4 separate regions of the Sus scrofa genome follow, and all the other regions are linked to region 3. Evidence: chromatin contacts called from public Hi-C and promoter capture Hi-C data. All regions are on one chromosome and are shown on one strand. The core of a region is the stretch at or near the end of the contact, and the rest is flanking DNA. Distances in the headings are between cores, read along the strand shown.

Region 1 (7,473 bases), core at 306-2,805, 140 kb after region 3:
TAAGATGGGGAGACTACTCATCCCTGCTCAGATGCCTTCGGCCCCTCCCTCGGAGGATCTGGCCAGCAAGCACTGTCAGGACGGGTGCTTTACAAACGTGCAGGATCAGCAGGAGGGAGATTTCACAGGGTGGCAGCAGGGGCGCAGGGGGCGTCTTTGTGGGCGGGGAAAGTCCCACAGGCCCTCCACCTGCTGCACTGGGAGGCCCGGCTTTTCGGCAGGTGCAGCTCCTCCCAGACTGCTCGGAGATTGGTGTGGGTGCCCGCTAAGCACTTCTGGGCTAGAATCTGAGAGAAACAACTGAAAAGCGCTTCTGGACTAAAACCTCCAATCCTGATTAATCGTCTTGGGGCCTTTGGTTTAATCCCCTTCCCTGACATACATCTGTGAGGATGTACGGTTGTCATCCCTGCCCTGGGAATCTGAGAGTGGGTCAAGCTGAGCTGAGCACGGGTTTTTTTTCCTGTAGGGGATGGGGGTCATCCCAGTTTCTATCTCTAGAGGCAAAGGAAGTGCCTTCATCCCTCCCAGTGACCGACAAAGCTCAGCCAGGCTTGATGGGCTTCAAGGTGCTGCTGGAAATGGAGCAGGCTATGTCCAGGTGCCCTGCGCCCCCCACCTGGAGGCGGTCAACAGCCACGGGGTATATATATTTTCCATCGCTGACACTGGCCGGAGAAGGCTCTTCTTGGGTGTTATCTTAATCATCACCACGGTCCTATGAAGAAGGAACAATTATTCTCAACCCCCTCTTACAGATAAAGAGACTGAGGCTCCGGGAGGGTTCCTGGCCCCACAGCTACACAGCAGGCTTCTGAAAGCTTGGAAGTCATGCCACTAGTTGTAGGCATGGCCTGCCAGGGGACCACATGGTCCACCGAGTGGGGCCTAACTGGGCAGCAGTGAATGCCCCCCCAAAGGGAAGGCATTGCGTTAAACCTCAGAAAAGCTCCCCCGGGGGTCACCCTAACCAGCCTCCCCATCCACCAACGACTGGGCAGACCTTCCACCAGGCTGACCCTCCTCTGCCCCAAGTCAGAGGGACCACAGGAAACCATGCCTTTATCCTTGCAGAACCTGATACTGAATGGTATGTGTCCTCTGTGTGTGTGTGTGTGTGTGTGTGTGTGTGTGTGTGTGTGTGAGAGAGAGAGAGAGAGAGAGAGGGAGGGAGGGAGGGAGAGAGGGAGAGGGAGGGAGAGACAGAAAGGGGGGAGGTTTACAGGGAGAGGGAACGTATTGCCTTTTTATGAATCTGCCTCTCTTTCTTTCTTTTTTTTTTTTTTGAGCAAACCACAGACCAGCTACACATTCTTTGGCCGTTTCCTGAAGATGAACTTGAGATTTTGTGGAGAGAGGAACAAAAAGAAAGACAAGAGCAGGGGGTGGGAAGAAGTGAGGCAGAAAGCAACGGAGCGCGTGCACACACGCGCACGCACACAACTCCTGGCAATAAGGAAGTGAGACTAGATCTTTTTCATGAATGGGCTTAGCTCAGCCTGGCCCAACTTCCGCTCTCCCATTCACCAGCATTCAGATTTCACCTCTGACCATCCAAGGCAGCTGGCAGCTGGCCCAGGAACGAGGAGCAGTTTGAGATCATTCCCCTGACCACAGGCAACTCTGGGCTCGCAAGAATCTTCTTTTCCGAGCTGCTAAATTCAAATGATCAGGGTGTCTATGGGTCACCAGTTTTAGGGGGGCACGGACCTCCTAGATCCCCCACAACAAGGGCTCTCCCCCAGGCCTGTTGCATCCACTTTGGGAAGCTCAGAAGGGACAGCAGGCAGTGCCTGCAAAGGACATGTTCCCAGCCCAGGGCTGCACTGTGGGAGGGGTTCACCCACCTTGATGATGCTAGGAACCAAGCCTCACCATTTGGAGAAGAGTTCTCCCTTCCGGGAGGTGCAGGGCAGGTGGCCATGGCTTGTGGCCTGAGAGGGTGACCTTCTTTCCTTATGGTTGGGAGATGGTTGAGGAGCAGAGCGCCACTGAAGCTGCTGCCCCTTGAAAATCAGTCCGGAGGTTCCAGAGGGTTTGTCCTAGCCGTGGGAAGTCTGGCTCCAGGATCGTGATCAAGTCACTGAATTTTGCTGTGGTTGGGAAGGATGGGATGGCAACACCTCCTGCAGGGTTGCTGTGACAACCCAGTGAGCTGACGCAGAAGGCTGGCTCCCCAGCACTACCTGGGCCACAGGTGCTCAGTCACCAAAACCTAAAGGCACTGTTTCCAGGGTAAGGACAGCCCTGCAGCCCTGAGCTTCCAGGAACGGGCGCTGCGAAGGGCTTTGGATTCATGGTCTGGAAGGAGAGGGAAGCAGAAGTGGCTTGGCCTGGACACCAAAAAAGAAGAGGAAGGAGAAAAGTGGGGGGCAGAGACACGCCAAGGCCAGGCTGTTCTTTCTCACCTTCTTGTTCTCCTGCAGCCCTTAGTTCCCACTAGATCAGGGTGACAACGGAGAAAGGGACGTCATTGTTCTGTCCCCACCCTGGCTCCCCTGGTTCCTGGGATGGGTTAGATGAAGTCTCCAAAAACCCATGTCTTAAGATATTTGGGCCTAGAAGCAGGACCTTGGATGACATGACCTTCAGAATGCCTCCCCACTTCCGGGGCCACAAGCCTTTTGGGAAAACTAAATCCAAGACAAAGTGCGGGCGAGCAGCATTCCACGCCCGCAGCTGCTGCGCTGCTGGGCCCAGCTCTGGGCACTGGGAATGGACTCGGAAATACCAGTGGGCTTTGTTGGGGCTGATGACTCACAGCAAAGGCATGACATCCATTCCACTGGACTTTCTAGGAACTTGCCTGCAGCTGGAGCGTCCCTGTCCCTAGGTCCCCCCTGGAGCACAGAGAAGATGCTGGCAGAGGCCGGTGCTAGTGAGGGAAAGGGCGCTCCGGGCGAAAGCGGACCTTGGGTGTGATTCTCCCTCGATCAGTTGGGCTGTCTCCCGTGTCATAGCTGGAGGCATCTTTCTTGACGCCCTCTCTCCTTCCTCTGCTCCTCCTCACCCCTGGCAGAGCTAAGAAGAGCTGGACCCCAGAGGGACAGCAAAATTGGAGGAATGTGCACTGGGATGGCAATGATGTGAGGAAATGCCGACTGATCGCAGGGGCTCGGATCGCGAAAGCCGCTCGCTCTCTCTGGTAATCCTCGCAGCCCGCCCACGCGCAGCTCTACCACCCCACCCTCTTTCCAGAGGTGGACAAGGATCCTTCGCGAGATCAAGAAATTCTTCCGTGATTACACAGTCAGCAAATGGCAGAGCTAGGAATGAAGCCCTTCTCTGCTCAGGGACGAAGCCTGTGGCTTTAGCTACTCTCCCTTGTGTGCTCCTTATTAGCTCCACTTTTAGGAGGAGAGATGACACCTTTCTGGAGGCGAAGGCTATGCTGTACTTTTTCTCCATTTATCTCTACAAGATATCCGGAACTTGTTTGCAAAAGCAGGGGCCAGAATTTGCTGAGATACTGAAGGAGGTGCAGAATATACTAGTGTCTATGGGGTGAGGGTGGGGGAGTCCGGGGAGGGAGTCTGGAAGCGGGCCAAGGAGCCCTAAAGCACGTCTGCCCCCCTCCCCGTCCCACAGAGGCACCCATTTCACATCCACTAACCCTCTCCTCCTCCTGCTGTTCACAGCTTCTTCTTCTTTTTTTTTTTTTTTTTTTTTTTTGCTATTTCTTGGGCCGGCCGCTCCCGCGGGCATATGGAGGTTCCCAGGCTAGGGGGTCGAAACGGAGCTGTAGCCACCAGCCTACGCCAGAGCCACAGCAACGCGGGATCCGAGCCGCGTCTGCAACCTACACCACAGCTCACGGCAACGCCGGATCATTAACCCACTGAGCAAGCGCAGGGACCGAACCCACAACCTCATGGTTCCTAGTCGGATTCGTTAACCACTGCGCCACGACGGGAACTCCTATTCACAGCTTCTTCTCACCCCTTTGCCATCTTCTGCCAGGTCTCCTGCTCGGCCTCTTCCTGCCTGCGGGTCCATTCCCGCCTTCTCTCTGGGAATTCCTACTCACCTCCTAACCGTCTCTCTGGAGCCAGCTGGCTGCGGGTGACTATTTTTCTCTCCATTCTCCTTTCATGGGCCATGATGATCTGTTTACTCATGACTTCTGTGCCCCCCGCCCCCAAGCTCCTGGACCACCTCACTCTCTGTGTCAGTATCTCAGATTCAAAGGTCCTGCCAGAGGCTCTGATGGGTTAGCAACTGTCCAACCTAGAGTGTCCCTCTGGCCAGTGTCACTGACTTGACTTTCAGGCAGTTGGCCTTCTACAGGGGACCGCAGGGGGCTCATCTCCCACACAAGCTGTTGTGGCCAGGGTGGCAGGGTAATGTAGTCCAAAGCATATGGATTCAGTTGTGTTATCATCAGTTGGAAGATGGGGACCCGACACTGAGAGGTTAAGCAGCCTGCCCCGGGTGACCCATTTAGAAGACAGTGGAATCCAGAATGCAGATTAAAACCTAAGTTTTCCATTTCCGAAGCCTGAGAATTTTCTATCTATGGTGCTACCTCCCAGGAAAAAATGAATTGTGTTTGGTTTGGTTTTTGTATTTTAGAGTGTTAATGACATTTTAACTCACAGAAAAAATGATAAATTCTACAGGGTATTTCCATTTAGTAGATATTCTTTTCAACCTGAAACATCTGTCATTCTGAATAAATGAAAACATATTATCATAAAAGTGTTAACGTTTATGTTAAATGAAACCCTTCGGAATAAGTCTGACAAAGACTTGCTTGAATGGAGACAGTATTATTAGTAATAGCATTATTCACTAATTACATACTAATTACAGCTGTTTCCAAAAGGATAATAAAAAACAATAGAACTGCTAGTAGTTATACTTCCAAAACCTATGTAGAACAAAACTGACACAAGAGCACTGGTCACAGGGTAAGAGGCTTGACTCTTTAGCTGCCATCAGCTGGCTCTGTCGTCTGGGGCAAGACAATGTCCCTTTGGGTCCCCTCAAATGAAGGGCTTGGTCTAAATAATCACTACGGCTCCTCCTAGTGCCAACATTCTACAAAGCTAAGAATTTGGCTTTGCAGCCACACAAGGAGCTGAAGAAAGGATGTAAACTGAGGGTACATTGAAGCTAAGCCAACAGATCTCCCCAACCCTGCAGTCGAATGGCTTTGATGGGACCTGGTGACAAGAGTACAGAAAGGTTCTTGCTACAACTTGAAAACTTCTCATCTGAACTATGCCAACAGGTTGCCCAATTCCTCTACATCCCATTGGATACGCACAGGTCATCCCAATGGCCGTGTCCCCTCCCTCGGTTCTCATCTGTTAGACTCTACCAGCAGCAGAGTTTCCACCCGCTCAAGCAGCTGCTGAGAGCTGCAGGGTCTGGGGTGGTCTCCGTTAACCCGCCAGCTGCTTCAACAGCAGGCGGGAGGAGCTTCCTCTGGCTTCCTCTGGACTGCAGCTGTTCAGAGCATCCTGGGAACAATGGTTGACTTCCACAACAAGAATGTGTCAAAACCAATTTTTTTTTAATGCAGAAAGTTATTTCAGATTGACTTACAAGCTAGTCCAAATGTGTTCTCCAGAATATACAACATGGTCATAAAGTGCCCCAAATAATGCCTCACACATAGCAAGTACTCAGTAAATATTTGCTCATTATTATGAATATCAGAACTCCCAGAATAATGAGGTTGAAATGATGATGATACCCAAATACTCTTTATCCTCTATCGACCAGCTTAAATTCCCTTCCTCCAGGAATTCTTCATGTACCCCTCAGCCTATATTCCTCTCTAGCATTCATTCATCCATTCGTTCATTCTTTCAGCAAATACTTTTTAAGTGGTTGGGGCTCCAGGTGTTGAGGATACCATGGAGAACAAGAGTCAAGATCCCTGCCCTGAAGAATTTTGTATTCTGGTGGGCAGAGACAGATAATAGACAGTCTATACTTTGAAAAAAAAAAAAAAAGATGACGTTCATTCATTCAATCAAATACTTACTGAGCACCTACTTTGTGCCAGACACAGTTTTAGGTGTTGGAGATATAGTGTTGAGACAAACACAGTCTTCCAACTTACAGTGCTTTCCTTTCAGTGGAGAGACAATGAACAAATGGATTAGAAAGTTTAGACATGGTAAGTGTTTGAAGAAAATGAAGCAGGGGCATGTGCCTGGGGTAAAGAGGGAGGGGAAGGGGTACTGCTTTAACCAAGGAGGTCAGGTTTCAGTCATTTCTAGAGATTACAAATTGCAGTGATAACTTCTAGTGCACTCACTGTCCAGCTCATTCATTTCCTCCATTATATCGTTAAAGACCTTTCCTGTTGAAATGTCTCTGGAACATTGCCTTAAATATAGTTAGTTGCCACCTGCTTATTTGAGGGGTTTCTTAGCTGAGTTTATAGTGGAGGATAGGGAAAGCTGCTCTTTAACTTGGAACATCATAAGAATCTGGGGGCTTGTGGGCACAGGGACAGGGGAGGGACAAGTGGTAGAAAGGAGTTTTTTTTTTTGGCGGGGCGGGGCACTGAAGGATGTGGCTCTAAAGAAATGCCAGAATTTGCAGGCTTGACTTCCAGTGAAAAGACTGAATGCCATCATGGGCAGCTGAAAGCAAAGCCTTTCCCAGCCCTGCCCTCTCATTACTCACCCAGACACCACTGCCTCCCTTCTGTATTAAGATTTGAACTTCCAAAACATTCTTCTTTTCCAGCTTGAGCTTTACAGCATCCCTGTGAGATAAAAGTGACAAATACTGTTATCTGTGTTTGAAGAAGCAGAGAGAGAAAGGTCTAAAGGCTTATCCAAGGCCACCTAGTAAGTTGTAAGTTGAAGAAGAAACTGGAACGGACAGGATCTCTTAATTCGGTGTCGTTTGTTCTACCTACCACATGGCCCATCAGTACCATAATTCGCCAGATCTCCATGAAATATGCATCCATTCTGAGTTCTTCTGTGTGTTTAGAATAATGATCTGACCTGAAACTTTTCCTTGAAGAATGAACTCTCCTCCTTGGCTCCTTAATGCAAACTTTCCTTGTGGATGGTGGGGAAGGCACCCACAGCTATTGGGGCTGAGCTCTGGACAGCTGTCCCTGTTTAGGGAAGGGTGGACAGTTGAGACTGAGCTCTGAACAGCTGTCCCTGATTAGGGAAGGGTGACCCTGCTCCATGCTGTTTCCGAATTGCTGAATGTAGTTTGGAAAATCTCAGCCAGAGTGTTGACCAGAAAGGACAGCACTGCTGGAGACCTATGCCAGGTCCCACTGTGAGCTTCTGGGTTGCCCTCCATCTCAGGAAGATGTACCCCTGCCCACAGGCGGTGGTACCTTTTGAGGCACTTGGAAAGAGATTAATTTTCTGTTCCTACAGAGACCTCCTCACTCGTCTCCCAACATCTCCTCTTGATCCCCTGCATCCCAAGATGCCCCTACAGCTATCACCATGGTCTTTGAAAGGAGAACTCAGCATTTCTCTC
Region 2 (7,714 bases), core at 3,246-5,745, 200 kb after region 3:
CGGACACACTGCAGGGACTTACTGGTTGGGAGGACAGAGAGGGTTTATGACCCACTTAAAATATTTGTGTAAGGGACACAGGAATTTGCCACTTGCCTCCTCTTCCACTGATATTAATGACAGCTGAGGAATCTTCACTTCCCAAAAAGCCATGTCCAAATTTTCTATGCCTATTCTTTCCATGGACAAGGACATTTTCGTAGAACAGCGTAAATCTCACTGTGTCATGGGAAAGGAGAGTTCTCCCTACACCTGCCGGGGTGAGGAGCATCTTTGCAAGGTCTTGAGAGCTTAACCCCCACCTCCGGGGTGGAGCGTGAGACAGATGGCCGCCATCCGTGCTCTGCTCTGGACCCTGCCAGCAGCTCCTCTGGGAGGGGGTGAGGAACGGAGCACACAGTAGGCACACCAACAAGAGGCAGCCCTAGAGGGAAAACCAGCCCCTCCAGCCCCTCTCACCTCAGTGCCTCTTACTCCTAAAGTACCATTCGCTTCCTCCTAGAAGGTGACAGGCTAGGCTGGGTCTGTCAACAGCAGATACTCAACTCCTCCCAACTCCCCACCAGTCCAGCCCCTCCTTCAAGGGCCAAGCTCTCCAGGGTCACTGTAGGGAGGTTCGCCCCTGCCCCGAGGAGTTTACAGTCTGCTGGAAGGGGCACCCCCGTGAAAGCAGAAGGTTTCAGAGCTGGAGGTGCCCTTCGCGATGCTCTGGTCCCTGTCGATTACATGTGGAATCTTAAAAAATGATACACATGAGGAGTTCCTGTTGTGGCTCAGTGGCTAATGAATCTGACCAGGAACCATGAGGTTGCAGGTTTGATCCCGGGGCTCGCTCAGCAGGTTAAGGACCAGGTGTTGCCATGAGCTGTGGTGTAGGTCCCAGATGCTGCTTGGATCTGGCATTGCTGTGGCTCTGACATAGGCCAGTGGCTACAGCTCTAACTAGACCCCTAGCCTGGGAACCTCCATATGCCGTGGGTGCGGCCCTAAAAAGACAAAAGACAAAAAAACACAAAAAACCATGATACATATGAGGGAGTTCCCTTCATGGCTCAGCAGTTAATGAACCCGACTAGGATCCATGAGGATGCAGGTTCAATCCCCAGCCTCACTCAGTGGGTAAAGCATCTGGCATTGCTGTGAACTATGGTGTAGGTTGCAGACAAGCCTCAGATCCTGTGTTGCTGTGGCTGTGGTGTAGGCTGGCAGCTGCAGCGATACACACTACTATCTGTAAAATAGATAACCGACAAGGACCTATTGTATATCACAGGGAATTATAACCAATATCTTATAATAACCTATAGGAGAAAAGAATCTAGGAGTTCCCTCGTGGCCTGGAAGTTAAAGGATCCAACAGTTTTCCTGCTGTGGCTCAGGTCACTGCTGTGTTGGCACAAGTTCAGTCCTTGGCCTGGGAACTTCTGCATGCCATGGGTGTGGTCAAAAAAAAAAAAAAGAAAAGAAAAGAAAAGTAGGAGTTCCTGTTGTGGCTCAGCAGTTAAGAACCTGACATAGGGTCTGTGAGGATGCGGGTTCTATCCCTGGCCTCGCTCTGGTATTGCTGTGAGCTGTTGTGGGTCAAGGTTCCAGCATTGCTGTAAGCTGTGGTGTAGGCTGCAGACGCAGCTCTGTTCCCGAGTTGCTGTGGCTGTGGTGTAGGCCAGTAGCTGCAGCTCCGATTTGACCCCTAGCCTGGGAACTTCCATATGCCACAGGTGGGTCCCTAAAAAAAAAGAAGAATCTGAAAAAGTATACAGATATGTGTGTAAATATGTGTATGTATATTTATATATTTATATATATATATATATATATAAAACTGAATGACTGTGCTGTATACCCGAAACTAACACCACTGTAAATTAACTATACTTCAAAAAAGTTGTTTTAATTTAAAAATTAAAAAAAAAAGATTCTCTGTCCAAATCTCGCCCTTGACACATGCGGAGACTGAGGCCTGGAGACGCTATGTGAGATCTCACTGGAGGTTACATGGCTCTCTGCCGGCAGCAGGGGCTCCACCAGGGTGTCTAACTCCCCATCTAGTGTGTGTGTGTCCATGCGTCATCAGGATCAGGATGAAAACCATTGATTCGGCACCTGTCTTTGGAATGAGCTGCGAAGCAAAGCAGAGTTGATAGACCCTTTGCCCGAAGCCCAGCGTGAGGCCAGGCTCCTGAGCACATCACTGCCCGCAACCCTGTCAGAAAAGACGCGGGGGTCAGAGCGCATACACTGGACCAAGGGGAATGTGGTCTACCATGTGCTGGCTCCGCTGCAAGAGTTCCTGGTGGAATGCGGATAACATTCTGGTGAATCCTGTAAGTCATGTCAGAACGGAGAGGTGGGAGAGTAGCTGTTTGACAGGAGGTGGTAGAGAGCCAGGAGGCAGCCAATGGAGAGAAGCTGGCTCCAGATGACAGATTTTGCACACGCTCCAGCATCTGCCTTTCACCCCAAACCCTTAGACATCATGTGCTTTTAAAAAAAAATTTAATTTTTTTTTCTTTTATGGACCCACCCTTGGCATACAGAAGTTCCCAGGCCAGGGACTGAATGTGCAGCTGCAGCAATGCCAGATCCTTAACCCACTGTACTGGGCTGGGGATTGAACCCGCACCTCCAAGGTGACCAGAGCCCCTGCAGTCAGATTCTTAACCCGCTAAACCACAGCGCGTATTCCAACATCGTGTACTTTAAAAATCCATAAAATGCCAGTAAACAAGACCCCCAAAGAGGTTCTAGAATGACAGGTCTGGGTAGTATGCCTCTCCTCCTCCAGAAGCCAGGGCTCCTCCAATGCACCTGCAGGCTTTTAAAAAGGCTTATCTGCACTTTCTTACACTCTAGAGAGAAGAGAGTTCCAAAGCCTCCCAGGGGACCCTCTCCAGTGCTGCGCTGATCCTCATGGCTGGGCACCCACATTCATCGTGCTTCATCCGCCCTGCCTGCTCCCCTTTGCCATGGAGGTAATGCAAGTAGGAAGCTGGCTGCATTTGGTTGCTACCGCACTGACCCTCACTATGCCCTGGGTCACCCGCCCCTCTCTCTCCAGCCACCTCTCCTGCAGATTATAGAAAGCTGCAGCTTTCCAAACTTCATGATCCTCTTGCTTCACCATCTTACAAGCCCAGAAGATTGCTTCCACATTTGATCCCAGCCACCCTCCTGCAGCATATTCTAGATGCTCCAGAGGGCTTCTCTGACTGTCTCTGAAGTGAGGGTCGTGAACTGGCCGGTCTAATTGCCCTACGATTAAGCCACCGATTCTTAAGGGTTGTAATGTAATGAAGTCACCAACTCTTTTTTTTTTTTTTTTTGGTCTTTTTGCCATTTTCTTGGGCCACTCCCGTGGCACATGGAGGTTCCCAGGTTAGGGGTTGAATCGGAGCTGTAGCCGCCTGCCTACACCACAGCCACAGCAACACAGGATCCGAGCCGCGTCTGCGACCTACACCACAGCTTATGGCAACGCCAGATCCTTAACCCACTGAGCAAGGCCAGGGATCGAACCCGCAACCTCACGGTTCCCAGTCGGATTCGTTAACCACTGAGCCACGATGGGAACTCCATCACCAACTCATTTTATAGGAGCTCTTTCTCCCCAGAGTCCAAAGTGCTTCCTTTTTCCCTGACCCATCATCTTACTACATGAAAAGCCAGAATGAGTGTGTCTGAAATCTTAGCCAAAATCTCTGCCTCGTCCTATCTCCGCTTCCTTTCCCTTACGTGGTCCATCAAACTCCACTTCTGCCTCTGGATCCATGGTCAATTCTCAACGATCCACGTGTGGAAGGGCTATTCGGTGGGTCTTTTCATTTGCTGTTGGCTCTTGTGTGACCTGGACTTAGAGAAGCCAGGCCATTCCATGCAAACTATAATGGGGAAAGCTGACTTCTGCGCAGTCTAGCGCTGCACACGGACACTTGGAATGGCCATGCGTTGGACAGGTGGCCAACCCCAGGGACTGGGCGATGTGCCGTCAGCTCTCTGGGCCTAAGGGAGAGGGAGGTCATCTACTCTTCTAAGAAACCTCGGTTCTGGGAGCTGATCAGCATCATCCACATGCTTACCAGGACGCTACAAATGCTCGTTGATGAACAGGCATCATTAGTTAATCCATCTGCAGGCTCTAAACACCCACCAAGGATTTGAATTCCACACAACTGAAGCGGCAGCTGTCGGATAGCACCTGCCACGGGGAACTGGCCAGATTTCAGAAAGGGTCCTCTGAGGCCAAAGACCGCAGGAGAGGGAGATTCCAGGGGTTTTGGGGGCGACAGCTGGGGTTGGAGGGGAAGGTGCAGAGAGGAGCTTGAGGGGGAAAGAAGAAGGCAGAATGTGAAGAAAAGCAAATGACCCTCCATGACAATGGGAAGAAAAAGGCTGAAAGGCAAAAAGAGTGACCTCAAAACGAAGCCAGAGGATCACTAAGGGGATCAGGCTGCCTTTCCCAAGGACAGCGTCCTGCTATTTTGGCCACCAGAGGGCTCCTGTATTCCAAAAATATTAGGGAAAAAGGACCACTATCCTCGATGCTTTCCACTCTCAGCAGCCACGTGGGTAGTTAGCGATCTCTGCTTATGCGTACAGAAATCTGTCTTTGAGAGGTGGAGAGTCAGTTCTGATCTCAGGCTCCATGAGTCAATCTGGACAGAATCCACCCACCTCTCTGCTCTGTTCGTCTATCTGTACCTTGTTACAATCCACAGCCAGAATCAGGCTGGGGAGAAGTAGAGGGAAGAGAAGGGCCCCAGCAAGTGAGACGTGACATTTCAGAAAGACACCGCCTCTTCTCAGGGTGTCTACTCAGGCTAAGGATGAGAAGGCCTGTGTCCTGGGTGTCTTGCATCACCCTTGCCCCGGGGAAACTCATGTATCAAGGGGGAAAAAATAATGCACACGTATTTGGTAAAAAGGCTCAAGTTCATGGGCCAGTTCTGTCCATTTCTAACTATATGACCTTGGCCTAAACCCTTCATTTCATGATCTACAAATGTCTCCTCTATAAAACTCTACAAAAGGTCAGGTGTTCTTATTTCAGAGTCTGGATGAAGAATGGAAGGAGATGGTGTTTTTCAAGGGAGTTGGCACATGGAAAAAGCTCAGGATTCCCTCATTGACTGAGTCTGCCTCACACATGAGATGGACGTTACCAAGAGTGTCAACACAATGGCAAAACTGGGCATGAGGAAGAGAGAACTGAGGATGGCATCACGCTGACCTTCAAGTCTTTGAAGGATTACCACGTGGAAGAGGGATGCGACCTTCTATCACTCCAAGGAGGAGAGAGGGGACCCTCGAGTGGAAGGATTGGGGAATTGGGTCGAGCTTGCTGGAGAATTACCTCCATCATCCACCTTCAAAGCTTCCCCCAAGCTTTGCATGGAATGAATGATCCAGGTAAAACAGCAAGTTAGCTCATCCCGAGGGGGGCGGCTCCAAGAGAAGATGGATGAGCAATGTAAGGGAAGTGACAGATTCCTGTGTCAGGTGGGAAGGGCTGGGTTCTGTGACCCAAAAGAGCCTTTTCAGCTCAGGAAATTCTTGGATTCTTTGCTCCAAGCAAAGAGGGAAAAGGGAAAGCATTGCTGTGTCAGACTGGTCTGAAGGAAGGCCTCTTTCCAACATGGTGGTTGTGACCTGCACACTCTTCCCACACCATATGCTCCCTCTGCAGCTGGCCAACTCGGATCTTATCCCTGGGCACTGAGTGGCTGGTGCTTAAGCCTGGGGTGATGGCTTCTGTGCCAAGGGCACGGTTATTCACATTAAAGACGGTGGGTATAGATCCACTCCAATATTTTTGGAATAACTGATGGGTTTTCTGACACAAGGGTGATGTTGGAAGGAAGGCAGGAAGGATGGAAAGCTGTGACTAAGGAGTATGAGGAAAGAGGGACTGGGTAGGGACAGAGGAGCATGTGGTTGGCTCAGAGCGCAAACTTATTTCGATCAGGAACTGTGCAACTGGGGGCACTTTCCTCTCTTCTTCTATCTGACACTGAGAACAATCCTTTTACTCATAGCCAGGGAATGCCACTAAGAGGCAGGAGTCTGGACACACTTTTTTTTTGGCTTTTTTTTTTAGGGCTGCACCCTCGGCATATGGAAGTTCCCAGGCTAGGGAACTGCCGACCTACACCACAGCCACAGCAGTACTGGATCCTTAACCCACTGAGCGAGGCCAGGGATAGAACCTGTGTCCTCATGGATACTAGTCTGATTCATTTCTGCTGCACCATGATGGGAACTCTCTGGACCTACAACTCTTGGAAACTGTTCCTATGTGGGAGCCCCAGAGCAAAACAAAATCCCATGGAGACCTTTTTTCTTTTCCTATTTTTTTTTTCCAGGATAAAATGGGCTGAGAGAGGTTTCCAGCTCTGGTGGAAGAATGGGCACAGAGATTCCATCGTGGCTCAGTAATAACGAACCCAATTAACATCCATGAGGACACAGGTTCCATCCCCAGCCCCGCTGAGTGGGTTAAGGATCCAGTGTTGCCCAGAGCTGTGGTCACAGACACGGCTCAGATCTGGCATGGCTGTGGCTGTGGTGTAGGCTGGGAGCTGTAGCTCTGATTCGACTCCTAGCCTAGGAACTTCCATATGCTGCTGGTACATCCCTAAAAAGTAAAAAAAAAAAAGGGGGGGGTCAAGCATGGATTATAGTCTCAAGAAACTTGGTTTGGAGACTCAACTCGCTCACTCACCAGATGTGACATTTTTAGCAATATCCAAGTCTTGGCGACTTTATCTATAAAAGGGAGATAATTATATCTTTTGGAATTTTGCTGTCCTCAAGTGTCCACTACAGAACTTGGCACATAGTGGTGTTGAGACCATGATAGGTCCTCCTGCTGCTACAGATTTGATGGCCATCAGGAACAAAGGACAAAGGGACTAGAGAAACACCAGCTGGGGTGGGAAGGATATGAAGATTTACAGAGTCTGAAAGAGGTGTGGCTATGTTTGCTCTGAAGGGGTAACCAAAAGGCTGTGAATCTGGAGTTACATAAATGCAATGTTATCTGCACCAGGGGCAAGGAGAGGAGGGCATGGACGACACAAGATGTAATCACAGCCAGCATTGGTGACCTTAAGGAGAAACATACTTTAAAAAAGAGGAGCACACGGAAAACCATGCAATAGCCTCCACGCGGCTGGACTCTGGGAAGTAAATGAGCCCTGTTGCACTGTGTGCAGCAGGGCTGCCTGAGGAAGGGCAAACGTGGATGCTCGGAACCAGGCTTAAAGCAGGGGCACTTGGTGGCAGTGGCTCTGAGGCCAGCAGAGGGGACATGTGCTAGGACGGCGCTGATGAGGAGCGGCATGTTCTCCTAAGGGCTCCCCTACTCAGGTCTATTAAGGCAGCGGTATTACGGACCACAAGTATTATGAAATTGTCTTTTTCCACACTTGAAATATAAGGCCATTACTCATGTGTGCGGGATGACGCCTCCCATCTTCACTGAACTGGTACCCAGATACCAATCACATGGTATCAGGGGACTGCACACATCGGCTGGCTCCAAATGCTGGCTCCAGCCAGGGCATTCCGCTTCCCCGGGAGAAGGGAAAGTACCACGGATTTTATGGCACAGCATCCTGATTTGTATCAGGCTCTGGGGTAGAGATTGGAAGGAACCGAAGTGCAGCCCCTGGCTCTGGTACGTGTTCGGTTACGCAAGTGCCCTCCCAATGGGGCA
Region 3 (6,940 bases), core at 2,486-4,985:
GGTCTCCCGAGAGAGATAAGTGGATCCCAAATGCTAACAGTTCTTCTTTCCCGGCTTTAAAGTCCGCCTTGGATTTTTACGGAGGTTGGGGGTAAAATCACAGAGAGGCTGCTAGACAACCCATGTCTTCCAAGATGGCTTGAAACTCCAGCTCTCCTTCTCACCGGGGAATGTGAGTATAAACCACTCGACTTGTACCATTATTAAAGGAAGCAGTTCTCCCAGAAGAAAGCACCTTTTTGGGCCTCTCGGACCAAACCAGAAGCAGCTGAAATCTGGCAGCTGTTCAAAGGTGAGGTCATGCAGGCCCCTCCGCATTCTCGGAGATTCCTCCCCATCCTTGCACATGTCTGTCGCTAGGTGGCAGCACAGCTCCAGGAAGGAAGGCCGCTCACAAAGAGCTCAGTTCAGGCAGCCAGTCCAGGCCCAGTGGACTTCGAGCAGGCCCAGCCAGTAAGGAGGGGGAGGGGGAGGGGGGAGGAGGGGGGAGGGGGGGAGAGGGAGCCGGGGCGGTAAGAGGTGCGGGATCTTTTCCCAACAGTTGGGAGATAGGTGTGCGGATCACTGAAAGTGGGCCTCTGGAGCCCTCTACCAAAGCCAGATACTTCCACATGATCTTCAGGATGAAGCTGCAGGGGGCAAAGGGTCCCCCCCTCAGGTGGGAAAAAGGTTTTGCTGGCAGAAAACCAGAGTCCAGACAGCACCCCTGCGTCTGTTCAGAGGTCAGAGCATCACAGGCGCTGCTGAATCCTCTGACAAAGGGCCCAATGTGACTCTGCTCAAAAGCCAATGAGCTGGTATTTAGTGAACAGCTACTATGTGCAGGTATCTTGAGACTTTAAGATGCTTAAGACCTACCTTGGAACTCCAGGTTTTTCGGAGACACACTACAACACATTCCTACCTGTGTGAGGGGTTGAGTACCCTTTCAGAATTCAGTGATTGAAAATTTGGAATTTAAGTATCATTGCTCTGTTCCATGCCTCCTCACACACACACACACACACACACACACACACACACACACACAACACAACACACAGAAAATGAATTTCACTAACACAACTCTCCCTAAGTGAGGATCTTATTCATGGGTGTAGCCTTGGTACTTAGCATAGAGCCCAGCACACAGTAGGGACACAAGAAGTCCCATACTAAAGGAGAGGGTTCCCAGCAGCGGGAAAATTCCAGGGGTGGGTAACTGGGGGCGGTGGGCAAAGGATGTGTCCTGGTAACAGTGGCTGGAAGCGCATTAGGCTGGGGGTGGGGGGAGAAGGGAGAGCAGAAAGGCAGGGAGGAAGGAGACAGTCATTACCAGCAGCTCCTGAGGCTTGATGGAGTTGTCGGTGTAAATGCACAACTTCTCAGCCGTCAGCGGAATGGTCTCTTTGAGCTTGGACGCCAGGAACATGCACACGGCCCCCAGAAGCTGCAGATGGGTCTTCGGAGTTGGGACTCCGGCCAAGAAGCGGTCCAGGTAATTGATGGCCAGAGGGAAGACCTCTTCTTCACACTTCTGCTCCTCACAGACCTACGACAGGGACGAGTGGGCAAGGGTCGGGGTCGGGGGGCGAAAGCATAGTATGAGGCAAAGGGTAAAAAAGGGGAGCCGCACAATCTCTGGAAACAACAGAAAATCCTGAATTTGCGTGTGGGGAGGGGGAGGGGAGTAGAAAGTGATAAGAACGAAGACAGTAAATTGGGGTAAATCTAAATGGCCCTCCTTGCTGGGGTGCTCCCTGGGGAGCCTGAAAACTCAAAGGAGAGGTGGGTTAAGGACCCACCGGCCAAGGCCGAAAGCGCAGCGGCGCCGGCCCTGCCGCCCCCGTGGGCCGCTCACTACTCCGCTCGCTCTCACTCCACTCGCTCTCTTTTTTGGATTTCGTCATCTTTTCAAAAAATCAATAAAAATATTCTGGAGGCTCCAGGGGTCTCGTTCTTGGCCCCATCCGGACCCCCAGACCCTGCTCTATCATTCCCGACAATTGAAAAAATTGTCGGGGAGGGTCCGCGCGGCCCAGGCGCCGCATTTGGGGGGTGGGTGGGGAGAGGTGGGGAAGCGAGGGGGAGGGCGGAGGGAGCGAGCGCCGCGCAGCCTGGGCGGCCGGGAGTCGGAGCAGGGGAGCCGGGTTCAAAAAATAATTAAAAATCGAGAAAATATCCCAGACAAGCCCTTTCGGCGTGAAAACCCCAGAGAGGACCCAGGCTTCCCGCAGCGGAGATTTCGGGTGCCGGGAAGGTCTGGACTGCGACCCCTGGGGCTTTGGATCCCGAGGGGAAACTTGCAGGGGTGAGCGCGGCGGCGGGAGTGTCCGGCTGCGGCCCACAAGGGCAGAGGCCGGGGACGGTGGGGACCAGCTGGGGGACAGATGAGGACGAGGAGACGCCGGAGAGGCGTTGGGGGCTCCGGCCTCTCCTTGGGGGGGGCCCCCGCTATTCCCCCCCCTGAACACACCTCCTCCCCCCTCCTACCCCACCCAGATCTCCGCACCCAGGAAACTGAAGGCCAAACCGTAAGTAACCTTGGCGGGGGTGGGGGTGGGGGGTCGGTGGCGAGGGCGCTATCAGAAGTGGGGGGTCGGGATAGTGGGGGGCTAGGGGGAGCGGGCGGCGCATTCCAGCCTCTCCACCCCGAGTTTACAAAGCAACATGGCGAAACCATGGCAGGTCCGGAGCCGTGCAGACGTGGGCACACAGTTCGCTGGGCAAGGGTTTGGGGCAAGGGGAAAGAAGTGGTTCTTTTGGGTTCCCCGAAAACACACGTTGCTTCAATGTGACTTCCGGGGCTCCTGAATTCCCCGTTTCTCTTCTCCTCTCTCCGCCCTCCCCCTCCCCCCTTAAGTGCCAACGCGGAGTCGCGACCACATGCGGGGACCTAAGGCTGGGATGAATTTGCCCTGGCCTTTGGGGAGGCTTTTTAACTTTGGGGTGCCGCTCCTACTCCCTTCGTCAAAGCACCGAAAGCAGTCTCGGCTTCGCCAAAGACAGGTCGGGGTGGGGGGGGGGGAAGAGGAGGCAGCCACATGCAGGCACACGCGCGCGGGATGCTCCCCCACCCCCGCCCCGGGACAGCCTCGCTTCTCCCAGATTTTCCTCCTCCCTTCTCTCCCCCTCCCCCCGTGAATCCTGCACCCCGCAAGGAACTGAAAGGAAGCCACGCGTCTCTCAGAGGGCACCGGGTAACCTCTCCCCCAGGAGCGGGGAGGCGGACGCAGAGGCTGCCCTCTGCCAGGTTCAGGGTCCCTGCGTGGGGGTGGGAGTCCAGGTGGGGACAGACATAGCGCCTGGCTGCAGACCTACCTCCAGCATCCAGGTGGCCACCATCCTGCGCATGTAGGGCTGGATATCCTTCTGCACGCACTTGAAGTAGGAGCACTGGGGAAGGTAGCGCTCCTCGATGGTCAGCAAGTTCTGCAACACGCGGTCGTCGTGGAGCAGGTTGGCGTCCGGCACGGCCCTGCGGACCGGGTCCACCTCGCAGCACAGCAGCTCCATGGCCAGCTGGGTGCCCACTCGCTCCCCTGCGATCTCCGGACTGGAAAAGTTGGGGAGTTTTTGAAGGGGGTAGGGGAGAGGGTTCCCCCTTACCTCCTTCCTTTGGCTAAATAAGGGTTTTTCGGGGAAGAGTGAAAGGCTGAGAGAGAAGCTGGGGAAGAAGAGAGGAAAGGGATGGGCGGTGGGAGAGGAGCGCCTCGAGGGCTGCTGACTCTGCCTGCCCTCCCCTTCAAACTTGTCTGCTCTCCCCAGCTCGCTCCGCTCTCTGCTCTCCGGGGCAGTGACGCAAACTGGCTGGGCAGTTACTTTTCCTCCCTCTCGCCTCACCCCCCTCTCCGGTTCCTCCTCCCCTTCCCTCCCCTCCCGGCTCTCCCCTCCTCCTTTCAGTCTCTCCCTCCCTCCTTTTCCCTCTTGTTATTAAGGAGAACAGCAGCTGGCCCGACCAAACTTCAAACGCGGTCCCCCGCCTCCCCCCACCACCCTCCCCTTAGCTCTCCAAGGCCCTCTCTCTCTATCCAGCCTCACAAGCCAGGGGCCCCAGAGAGGGGAACCCCCCCCCCACCAATTCCTTCTTATTCCTTCTAATTGCGAGCATTCTGTAGGTGCATCATGCCAAAATACGACCCTCTGACTCTGGCTTCCTCAAAACTGATCCTAACACTCTTGCCCATGTATTTAAGATCCAAGAATGACGGGTGGATTACTTGAAGATGAGGTGGGCTCAGGCAACTGAGAAATAGATCTCTGATGTAAGAAAGAAGGAGGGCGATTTTAGAAAAGAGCTACTTGGCATACCCAGAGAAAAAGGTTATGTCCCTGAAATTCATGTTCATGATCATTTTGAGGCTGTTTCCAAAACCTGATTAAAGGGACCAGAACTACTTCCCCCACCCCACGGCCCGCAGCTGTGTAGGAAGAGGAAGAGGAGGGAGGGGTGCGTGTCTGGAGGGAGGGGGCGCTTCTGCGACCCTGGAGCAGAAACCATTCCATTCTTGGGGCGCCGCAGGGGCCATTGGGAGACGCGAGGAGGCGCCCCGAACCGCCGCAGGCCGAGGGCAGGGCTACCAGCGGTTCTGCCGCAGCCAGAGGCCACGCAGGAAAAACCCGCTTCCTCGCCCTGTATTTGCTGACAAGCCGCCCGAGGTGTCTGCGCCGAGCGTGGCCACACTGATACAGCTTTCTAGGAACTAGCCAGGGAGGGGGAGGGGGAGGGGAGGGGGCGAGAGAGGGGTAATTTTGGCTCCCCCTCTCTCCCCGAGCGCAAGCGACACCACCCCTTCCTTTCCTCCAAGGCCCAAGAGTTCCACCCTGGGTCCTTCGCCTGCATCCTCACCGACCCTCTGGGTTCACGCCTCACTCGCAGCCAGGGCTTTCTCCCTGGGAGCGGGACTACGGTGGAGACGCGGCCAGCGCGGTCGGCTATGACACGTGCTCCAATGCATCCTTGGGTCAAAGCCACTTTTAGGGGGGACAGGGTGGCGTTTCTTCACCTCCTTCCTCCCGCCACCCCCTACCCTGCCCGCCTGTGCTATTTCACTCGGAGGAAGGGGAGGTAGGGGGAGTCCGGCGCCCCCGGCGTGCTGGCGTAGCTGGCAAGTGCGGCCAGCGCGGCGTGGGTTGGTGCTTTGGGGACACACCGAGGTCAACTCGGTACCTCCTTCGCTCGGAAAGGGGGCCCGAGCCGGGGCGCAGAGGGGGAGGGGGGAAGGGGCGGGCAGGGTGAGCAGAGAACTCGGTTCCCTGAAAGGAGGGGGAGGTGGAATAAAGAGGGCGGGGAGTGCATAAACCAGAGGTGCGAGCGATTAACTCCGGCCCGGGGGCCAGCCCCTTTCCACGAGGGTGGGGCGGAAGGGGTGGGTGGGTGGCTGGAAGGGGGATATCGCTTTAAAAGGGTGAGGAAGAGTTTGGGGCGCCGTCTCCCCTCCCTCTATTTGCATAGCCAATAGCTCTGGGTCTCCTGCTACTGCGCGCTGATTGTTACCGGGCAGATTACTTTTTTTTTTTTTTTTTTTTTTTTTTTTTTTTTAGTAGGACGCGTTCCCCGCTACATCAAAAGGAAGCCAAGGAAGGGAGGGCGGAGGGAGAGCGGGGACTGGGGCAGACGAGGGCTGGGGAGAGGCCCGGGTGCCTGCGACCTTATCAATAGCCGCGGGAATTAGTATCCAATCTACTGTATGTAAAGAAAGGGGAGGGAAGGGGCGGGCGAGGAGAATGTCTAATTGCTGTGGAAGCCATTAGCTTTCGGGAAGAAAAAAAGCTCGCTGAAAAACCCAAGTTGCAAACTCAAAATGAAACAGCCCTGTGCGGCGGATGACACTTGGGCTGAGTACGGTGTGCCTCCGAACAGAGCGGGTCCCTAACAATCACCTATTGATTTCAGTCAACGTGGGCTTCCAGACTCAGGCCTTGAGTTCCTCCGGATAAATACATTAACTTATATTTTAAGACCCCCTAAGGGAATTACTTAAACTTCAGCTCAGTCACCTTTGAGCGATCAAAGAAAGCTGCTGGGGTAGGGCGGCAGTAGGTGCAAAAGAGGTATTTTTAAAGTATAAACCTACCCCAACAGGCAAGGACCGAAGCTGGGAGGGCTCCCAGCCTCTTGACATCACTTGATAACTAACCCAGCAGGGTCTTTTCTCCACCTCCCAGCGGGGAAAGCATCCCCAGCCCTAAGTCCCCAAAAGAGGGGCAGCGGGGGCGGGGAAGAGGCGGGTGGTCGTCCTCAGGGCCTCGGCCCACCCTGGGGAAAAAGCCTGGGTGGCGAGGCCTCAAGTCTCCGGAGCGAGCCGGGGGCCCCCTCGCCCCTTCCCTCCCACCAACCCCAACCCCGTCTGGCTTTACCAAGAAATTCCAGCGGGGAGGGGTGGGGGAGAGGCGGCTGCGAAGGGGAGGGGCGCGCGGGGGGACGCCCCTCTCCCCGCCGCCCTCTCTGACCACCCAGACCCGCAAGTTCGGGCGCTCCCCGCGTGGCAGACTGCCCCTTCAAGTTCCCCATTCACTTCCCCTTCCGATTACCGACTGTTCCCAAACAGCAACCTCGCAGCGAATCCGTCCCCCAGTGGTTTAGGCTCCAACGCTGGGGTGGGGCGTGCGAGGGTGCGGAGGTTGGCAGGAATGTCTCCGGGAGGCTTGGACTGGAAACTGAGTTTTCCCTTTTGGTCGCCACTCCGACCATGTGTTAAAACTTTAATTTTGCTTGTTAAAAAGCGCTCCACCTCGCACGCGGGGAAAAGCACGTTGCCTTCTGGGCAAACCTGCGCATTTTCTTTGAGTGTAGATTTAGGTTTAGAGGGAAGAAACCAAGCTCCAGTGCTCTGGCATTTAACTCGAAACTGGCCACTGTAGCGGGTGGGGTGGGGGCGGGGGGGGATGTTGGCTGATCCCTATTCCTTTTCGCCCCTCAAGGGGGAAAAAAATTCCTATTCTTTATAGGATCAGTGAT
Region 4 (7,832 bases), core at 4,399-6,898, 230 kb after region 3:
AGGGAGCTGAAGTTCCTTCTTTGTCTTCAGTTTATGAGTGAATTGGAGGCAGAGGGGTGGGGAGTGGGGACCGCCATCGCCATCAGTAAGGAAAGCAGATATGCTTTTGCCTCCCTTTGCAAGAATAATGAGAGAAAAAAATCTCCCCCGCACATGGTGAGCTGTCTGTTACTCTGGAGAAGGGCGAGTCTGGGGGCAGGAAGCGAGGGCACCTTTTACTGTCCTTTGAGAACTTTGCCTGGAAACAGGAAGTTTGTTTGGCCCCCTTGCCTGCTGGGGTCCCTTGCTATCTACCTGGAGGCACAATCTGCCGTTTGTAATATCACCGTCCATCGCCCTGGAGACCGTGACGTGAGCACATCAGCCTTCTGGCTGGAGGAAGGGAACAGCCTGCCGAGATGGGGCCCCGTGTACAAATAAATACATTCCGAAGCAACAGGTGAGGCTCAGAGGAGCCAGGTCTCTGGTTTCTACTGAAATGTTTCTACCATTAAACAAACATTGGAGGAAACACAAGCATCTGTCTAGAAGCAAAGCCCGGAGCTCATGAATTCCAGGGCTGCGCCAGGGGCCCTGCATCTGCCTTCCTGTGTGGGCCGAGACAACTGGCTCAACCTCTCTGAGTCTTGGTGAACTGGTGCTCTCTCTTTCCTGGCTTCCCCCTTTAGCCCTGGCCTCGTGGGGAGCCTTAGGGGGCAGAGGCAACGGGCAATCTTCTCTGCCACCAAACGACCACCACTGATTAACCCCTTCCCATCTGCTGTCATTTTACTAACACAGGAGGACGTCCGTAAGACGTGGTATCTCTTAGTAGGGTCTGTGTCTTAGGGGCAGTTTCAGCTCTTGCTGAGGAATTTGGTATGTGAAATTGTTCCTTGAGCCTCTGCATTCTGTTTCACTATGTTTCCATGTGCCCCTAGATACGTGGTTTAGCTCATGCTCAAGATACAGTCTTAGCTTCTTAATAGCTAGCACGAATGTGGGGACTCAGCATTTTCTGCAAGCCCAAACCACTGATAACCTACCCTACATTTCCAATCCTTTTCTTTTCTTTTTCTGGTCGAGCCCATGGCATGCCGAAATTCCTGACCGGGAATCAAATCCAAGCCCCAGCAATGACAATCGTGGATCCTTAACTACTAGGCCACCAGGCAACTCCTCCAGTCCTCTTCTTGGTACACACAGACTGATATACCAACATCAATAGTTTGGTTTGCTTTGAAATTCAAACATGCCTCTAGCTTAGGCTCACCTTTAAATCACTACTGAGCACTGATATTCTTTGCATATAAACGGCAACTACTTAATGAATTGATGAATTAATTAGTGTTAACATTCATAATTTGGGTGCCATGGTCTGTGTGTGTATACACGTGAACACAGATGAATATTTAATTCTAACGTTTTAGAGCCAGAAGGGACTTTAGAATCATTTGTTCCAACAGCTTATTTTACACAGGGTGGGCCTGAGACTCAGAGAGAGATGAGGTGACTTTCCCATGCTGCAGCTGAAAGCATGGTTGGGACTCAACTCCAGGACTATGGATTCCTAGATCTGAAACCATGAAACTCCTAGAAGAAAAATAGGCAGTATGCAAATAGGCAGCAGGCTCATTGACATCAATGTTAGCAATTTTTTTTTTTTTTTCAATTTGCCTCTTCAGGCAAGGGCAACAAAAGCAAAAGCAAAGATCTTCTGTACAAGGAAAGCAACCAGCAGCAAACAGAAAGTCAACCTACTGAATGGGAGACGTATTTGCAAACTGTATAGCTATTAAGGGGGTAATATCCAAAATTTTATATAGGAACACAATCAACTCAATCCCAAATAAACAAACAATCTGATTACTAAGCAGCCCAAGGATCTGAATAGACATTTTTCCAAAGAAGACTTACTAGTGGCCAACAGGCCCATGAAAAGATGCTCAACCTTGCTAATTATCAGGGAAAGGCCAATCAAGACTGCAATGAGATATCAACCCACACCTTTCAGAATGGCTATCATCAAAAAGACAAGAAATAACAACTGTTGGTGAGGATGTGGAGGAAAGAGAAGCCTTGGGTATTGTTGGTGGGGATGTAAATTGGTGCAGCCACAAGGGAAAACAGAATGGAAGTTCCTCAAAAATTCAAAACGGAACTATCGCATGATCCAGCAATTCCATTTCTGAGTATTTATCAAAAGAAAATGAAAACCCTAATGCAAAAAGGTAGGTGCACCCCGATGTTCACTTCAGCATTATTTTTAATAGCCAAGGCATGGAAGTACCAAAGTGTGTCCATCCATAGGCAAATGAGTAAAGAAGATGTGGTATATGTTTGTGCAGTGGAATATTACTCAACCGTAAAAAAGAATGAAGTCTTGCCATTTGTGACAACATGGAAGAACCTAGAGGGTATTATGTTAAGTAAAATAAGTCAGAGAAAGAAAGATATCATATGATTTCCCTTATATGTAGATTCTAAAAAACAAAACATTTACAACAAAACAGAAACAGACTCAAAGGTAGAAAGAACAAATGGGCAGTTGCCAGAGGGCAGGGACAGAGGAATGGGTGAAATAAATGAAAGAGATTACGAGGGCCAAAGTCCCAGTTATAAAATTTAAATAAGCCACAGGGATATAACATGCAGCAGAGGGAATATAGCCAATAATATTGTAATAACATTGTATGGGGACAGATGGTAACTAGACTTATCACGGTGATCATTTTGTAACGTATGAAAACATTGAGTTATTATGTTGTACACCTGAAACTAACATAATACTCTAAGTCAATTCTATTTCAATTAAAAAAAAAAAAAGGCTATGGTTTCCAAGCCCATTGCTTTTGCTCTCATTTCCCCTGCACTCCCCTGCTGCACCTCCACCCCACTCTTCCTTCCCTCTTCCACCTACTCTGCTGGGAAGAGGCCATCCAAGCCTCCTGAAGTCATGGGGAGTCTCTGTCCCCTGCCCACCTGTGCATAGGTGGCTCTGTACTGCCTTTACCTGGAGCTGCACCTAGCAAGGGACTCAGAAAAGGCCAGGCTGGCTCTTCCTCTTCTCAACTTTACTCACTTGGAAAGAAAACTGGGTCTAGATGGATTCAGAGGTTTTGTGGGTTTCTTTTGGTTTTGGTTTTTGCATTTTGTTTTTTAGGGCTGCACCCACGGCATATGGAACTTCCCCAGCTAGGGGCTGAATTGTAGCTGCAGCTGCTAGCCTACACCACAGCCATAGCCAGATCCAAGGTGTGTCTGAGACCTACACTACAGCTCAGGGCAACACCAGATCCTGAACCCACTGAACAAAGCCAGGGATTGAACCCACATCCCCATGGATACTAGTTGGGTTCGTTTCCACTGAACTGCAATGGGAACTCAGAGGTTTTGTGTTTGAGCTTCACCTCAGGGATGTACCAGCTATATAACCTTAATCAAATCATTTTGATTCTTTGGGCTTCAGTGGCCTCATCTGTAAAAGAACAAGAATCATTCCTGCCTTGTATGTGTCCCAGGTCTGGGGGAACAAGCGAGACACTGTGTATGAAGACTCTTAGCTAGGGAACACGATACCTCTACCAAGCCCTGATGCTATGGTGATAATTGCTAGGATCTTTTTCAGGGATGTCTTACCTCTGAGTTGTGATCTACCCTGTTCACTGTGTCCTGCTGTGTTTCGGACAGAGACTGGCACCAGGCAACCACAACTTTGGGTATGGGCTCCACCTACATTTATGAGGGCTCCCCTCCCCAGCCATACAGCCCCAGCTCTCCCGGATCACAGACAAACCAGTGCTTAATGATCCTATGGGTTCCTGCAAAATTACTGCCGATGAAGATGCTCTAACACCGGGGTGGGGTGGGGTGGTGCCTCATTGTGGGGACGAGGAGGGCCCTGAACCGTACTCATCGCGCCCTCCATCCCCTGACACAGCTCCTTTCAGGTTCAGCACACAAAGAGTTTTGGTTTGGGGTGATGTTTTAGCCAAATGAACCCTAAGCGCCACATGACCTTTAGTCTGTGCCTCTGAAAACCAGGATGGATGGGGGCTTCCTTGTCTGCTCTTCCTTTTGGTTCTGCAGCATCACAAGCTTTGGGCCAATGAGACGCCCACCCTGAGCTCTCTGCTCTCTCTACGGAACCTGGGAACCTTGTTGGTTTCCATAAGTTCCTTCTATCCATTCTTTACAGCGGAACTGGTTCTGAAATGAGCAAACAGCAGAACCAGAGGGAGGTGGCTCGCCCTGTGTCTGCTCCAGCTTCATCTTTAAGATGGGCAGTCCCTGCGCTAGTCAACATCACAGGCCATTCTGGGGTTTCCAGGAGCCGCAGGGCAGGGAAGCGCTTTGAAAGCTGTCACACAGACGTGAAGGAGGACTAGTATCTGGATAAGACAGTTGTCTCCCTTTTCCTGCCTGACACTTCCATCTCAGTTACCTAGACTAAAAAAAAAAAAAAAAAAAAAAAAAAAAAAAAAGCGCACCCTAGAGGTTGAGGGTTATGTCTTATTCAGCAGACATTCTAAGGACTTTAAGCCCGGGACAAAGCATCTCAGAAAGCTCTGGAAAGACTGCTTTGAAGAGGCAAGGAGAGAGCCAGGATATATATCTAGGAGGTTTTGCAACAAAGACCAGGTTGTTGGAACATCAAAAGATGACTGCTGGAGTTTCCACTGTGGCTCAGTGGGTTAAGAACGCTACACAGTGTCTGTAAGGACGTGGTTCGATTCCTGGCCTTACCCAGTGGGTTACGGATCCAGAGTTGCTGCAAGCTGCAGTGTAGTTTGCAGATGTGGCTCAGATTCGGCATTGCTGTGGCTGTGGCGTGGGCCAGCAGCTGCAGCTCCAATTCGACTCCTAGACTGGGAACTTTCACATGCCGTGGGTGCAGCCCTAAAAAGCCAAAAAAAAAAAAAAAGGAAAAAGATTACTGTTAATTAAAGAAAACCAGGCATCTCAAGTTAAGGAATTTAGCGCTTTTCTATATATGGAAGATGCAAGAGTCTGGACTCACTGAAATCTTTCCTTTCATATGCATCTTACTCTCTAGGGCCAGTATCCTCCGTTTTCCCATCCTGAGTCACCAGGGTATACTACAGAGGAGGTGGCTGCAGTAGCGATGGCTCGATGGCAGTATTTTAGTTCACAACACCACACGCGGCCCCATGATGTCTGACCTGACTTTACACACACCTGACGTTCCGGAGTTAAGTTTGTCCAGTGATTCACCATTTGCACGCTTCTGGGTACCACGTGGCTCATCGGTTTGCAGGGAGGCGCTCAAAACAGGCACGGATGTGACCCAAGGGCCTGGCACCCAGACTCTCGGGTTTGAAAGTGACCAGTTGGTGAAGTCAGCTCTCCCATTTATCAGATGAAAGAACTGAGGCTCAGAAAAAGTCAGGGTGAAGGCTGTCCCCCAAGTACGTGGAGCACTGGTTTATTACTCTGGAGTAGAAAGTCTTCGTTCCCAGCGTTTTGGAGGAAAGGAATGCGGGGAAGCCACCTCCTCTGGTGCTGATTTACATGCAGTAAGTCGGCACAAGGGGCCCCAGGGGAGAAGTCCTCTGGGGGAAACAGCGCAGGCTAATTATGCCCGACTCCCTCTCCCTCCCCCTCCCGAATGCACAAGTGCTTGACAGCTGCTTCTTTGTACCCTTAAATATTTGAGCAGCCTGCAGTCCTGGCCCAGCGCTTGTCACTGCCTGCTCCCTCCACCCGGAAAGCGCCCAGGTCTTGCTGGGCTGCCCCTCATTCCGGTGATTAGATATGGTGCCTGTCAGGAGATAAAGAGGGGTCAGGGCCCCAGGGGGAGAGGGAAGGAGGCAGCATCTTCTTTTCCCAGAAGACAATCCCCACAGTTTCTGAATGTTATTAAGAAGGTATTAATGTAGAATTCAAGTTCATTCCAGCACAGAGTGGGCTTGCCAAGTCCAGCCAAGGGGGTTTTGTGGGTCAAGGACTATGACCTCAACTGTCCATCACTGAAGTAGATGTACTGACCAAAGGCGGGTCATTCTGTCTTGATAGAAGCAGCAGGAAAAAGCTAACTTTGGAGAGAAGGGATAGAAAACTATGTGGGCTGGAGTAGCGCGCGCACACACATGCACGCGCGCGCGCGCGCACACACACACACACACACACACACACACACACACACACACACACGTATTAAATGATAAAGGCACCACTGCCCTCTACTGGCCAGGATATCACCTTCTCCCATAATTAGAAACCGCCGGGAACCTCCGTTGCTTCAGAAAATAATGTGAAGGCTTATTGCAAATGATTTTCCACGCAAATTGCAAAGAAAGTGTATTCCACTGATCTTCGACAAGGCATTCATTCATTCCTTCACTCATTCCACAGGTAGGACCAGCCATGGGTAGGGTGTGTATGTCCTTTCTCTCATCTAGTTCTAAAAGAAGGAGAGGAATGCTAACGTAATGAGAACACTTTATTTCACCTTGACCAGGTTTTTGTGGGTTGTTTTTTTTGGGGGGGCCACATCCGAGGTATATGGAGGTTCCCAGGCTAGGGGTCCAATCTGAGCTACAGCTGTCAGCCTACACCACCGCCACAGCAACACAGGATCTGAGCCGCATCTGCAACCTACACCTCAGCTCACGGCAATGCCAGAATATTAACCCACTGAACAAGGCCAGGGATGGAACCCTCAACCTCATGGTTCCTAGTCAGATTGTTTCCGATGTGCCACGACGGGAACGCCTCACCTTGTCCCGGTTTCACACCCAAGGCGCAAGCCCCCTGGCCCACGGAGCTCAGCTTCAGACCTGGTTTCACCTTCAGTTAGGATACAGTCGGAGAAAGGACCTCTTTCTCGCTGTCAAGGCACATCTGGACTGGAATAACTATCATGGAATCATGGGTCTGGAAGGTAAGTCGAGACTCACACAGATTTAGACTGTGAGATTTCCTGAGTCTAGATGGAAACTCATCCTAGCAATTCTCAGTCTAACACATCCTTCAGGTGTGGGAGCCGGTTTCTCCCAACTTGCCCCAGAGGCAGCAATGTGGCTTCAGATCGTTGGGAACTACGATAAAGCATTGCCTTCGCCTCACCTCCTGCCTAAGATTTTCAAGCCCTTTGTAAATCCTGGGGTTATTCCTGGCAACTTAAATAGGCATGGTTCCATCCAAAGCTTCTGATCCTGGTTTTTCTTTTTGTGCTTTTCTTAATCAAATTAGGCAAAGTACGTATCCTTTTCTCCCCCGCATTTCTTTGGATTAGGTAATGCAATTCACATGGTCCAAAATCAAAACAGTGAAGAAGCTTATAGTAAATTTCAATTCACCGTGTCACCAATCCACCCTTTCCTCTCTCCTCTGCCAGGAGAAACCATTGTTATTAATTTCATGTGTACGCTCTCCATGTTTCTTTATGCAAATGCAAACACATGTAAATATACGTTCTTGTTGTCTCTCACCATTCGACAAAAAGGAAGCACTGTTTGTACATGTTTTGAAATGTCTTTTTTTCACAGAACAGCATACATTGGCTAACTTTCCATAGAAATATGTTTTTAAAACTTCCTCAATTTTTTTACAGGTGTTAATATTCCATTGTGTGATAATACTGTGGTTTATATAACCAGTCTCTTATCGATGGAAACTAGGTTTTTAATTTTTATTTATTTTTTAAGACTGCACCTGAAGCATATGGAAGTTCCCCAGCTAGGGGTCGAACTGGAGCTGCAGCTGCCAGCTTACACCACAGCCACAACAACTGGGGATCTGAGCCACATCTGTGACTTACGCCACAGCTTGCAGCAACACCAGATCCCCAACCCACTGAGAAAGGCTAGGGATAAAACCTGAATATTCAC

The links. Promoter capture Hi-C pulls out the DNA fragments that hold promoters and counts their contacts. Hi-C and Micro-C count contacts between places; a contact is called where the count stands out from the background.
Region 1: a contact with region 3 is called in a Hi-C map of retroperitoneal adipose tissue, with 2.7 times the contacts expected there. A contact is called at or near these places in 5 of 5 promoter capture datasets (fetal liver, fetal skeletal muscle, liver and 1 more), 31 of 47 Hi-C or Micro-C datasets (adipose tissue, alveolar macrophages, blood and 16 more) and 2 of 2 datasets of targeted methods (alveolar macrophages and skeletal muscle).
Region 2: a promoter capture Hi-C map of fetal skeletal muscle shows a contact between it and region 3, with 8 times the contacts expected there. A contact is called at or near these places in 4 of 5 promoter capture datasets (fetal skeletal muscle, liver and skeletal muscle), 10 of 47 Hi-C or Micro-C datasets (embryonic fibroblasts, epiblast stem cells, fetal heart ventricle and 6 more) and 1 of 2 datasets of targeted methods (skeletal muscle).
Region 4: a promoter capture Hi-C map of fetal skeletal muscle shows a contact between it and region 3, with 9 times the contacts expected there. A contact is called at or near these places in 4 of 5 promoter capture datasets (fetal liver, fetal skeletal muscle, liver and 1 more), 18 of 47 Hi-C or Micro-C datasets (alveolar macrophages, brain, embryonic fibroblasts and 12 more) and 1 of 2 datasets of targeted methods (skeletal muscle).

The regions. Positions count from the first base shown.
Region 1 is chr5:66,248,901-66,256,373 of Sscrofa11.1, forward strand. No RefSeq gene overlaps it. Among named protein-coding and RNA genes, the nearest start is that of CCND2, 140 kb to the left of the region's middle.
Region 2 is chr5:66,310,501-66,318,214 of Sscrofa11.1, forward strand. No RefSeq gene overlaps it. Among named protein-coding and RNA genes, the nearest start is that of PARP11, 130 kb to the right of the region's middle.
Region 3 is chr5:66,110,840-66,117,779 of Sscrofa11.1, forward strand. CCND2 (cyclin D2) reads right to left here and starts at 3,736. Exons shown (of 5, transcript NM_214088.1): 1 at 3,301-3,736; 2 at 1,316-1,531. The coding sequence starts at 3,495. It overlaps LOC106507534 (a long non-coding RNA gene), which reads left to right and starts at 1,538. Exons shown (of 3, transcript XR_002344133.1): 1 at 1,538-2,290; 2 at 2,482-2,513.
Region 4 is chr5:66,343,088-66,350,919 of Sscrofa11.1, forward strand. No RefSeq gene overlaps it. Among named protein-coding and RNA genes, the nearest start is that of PARP11, 96 kb to the right of the region's middle.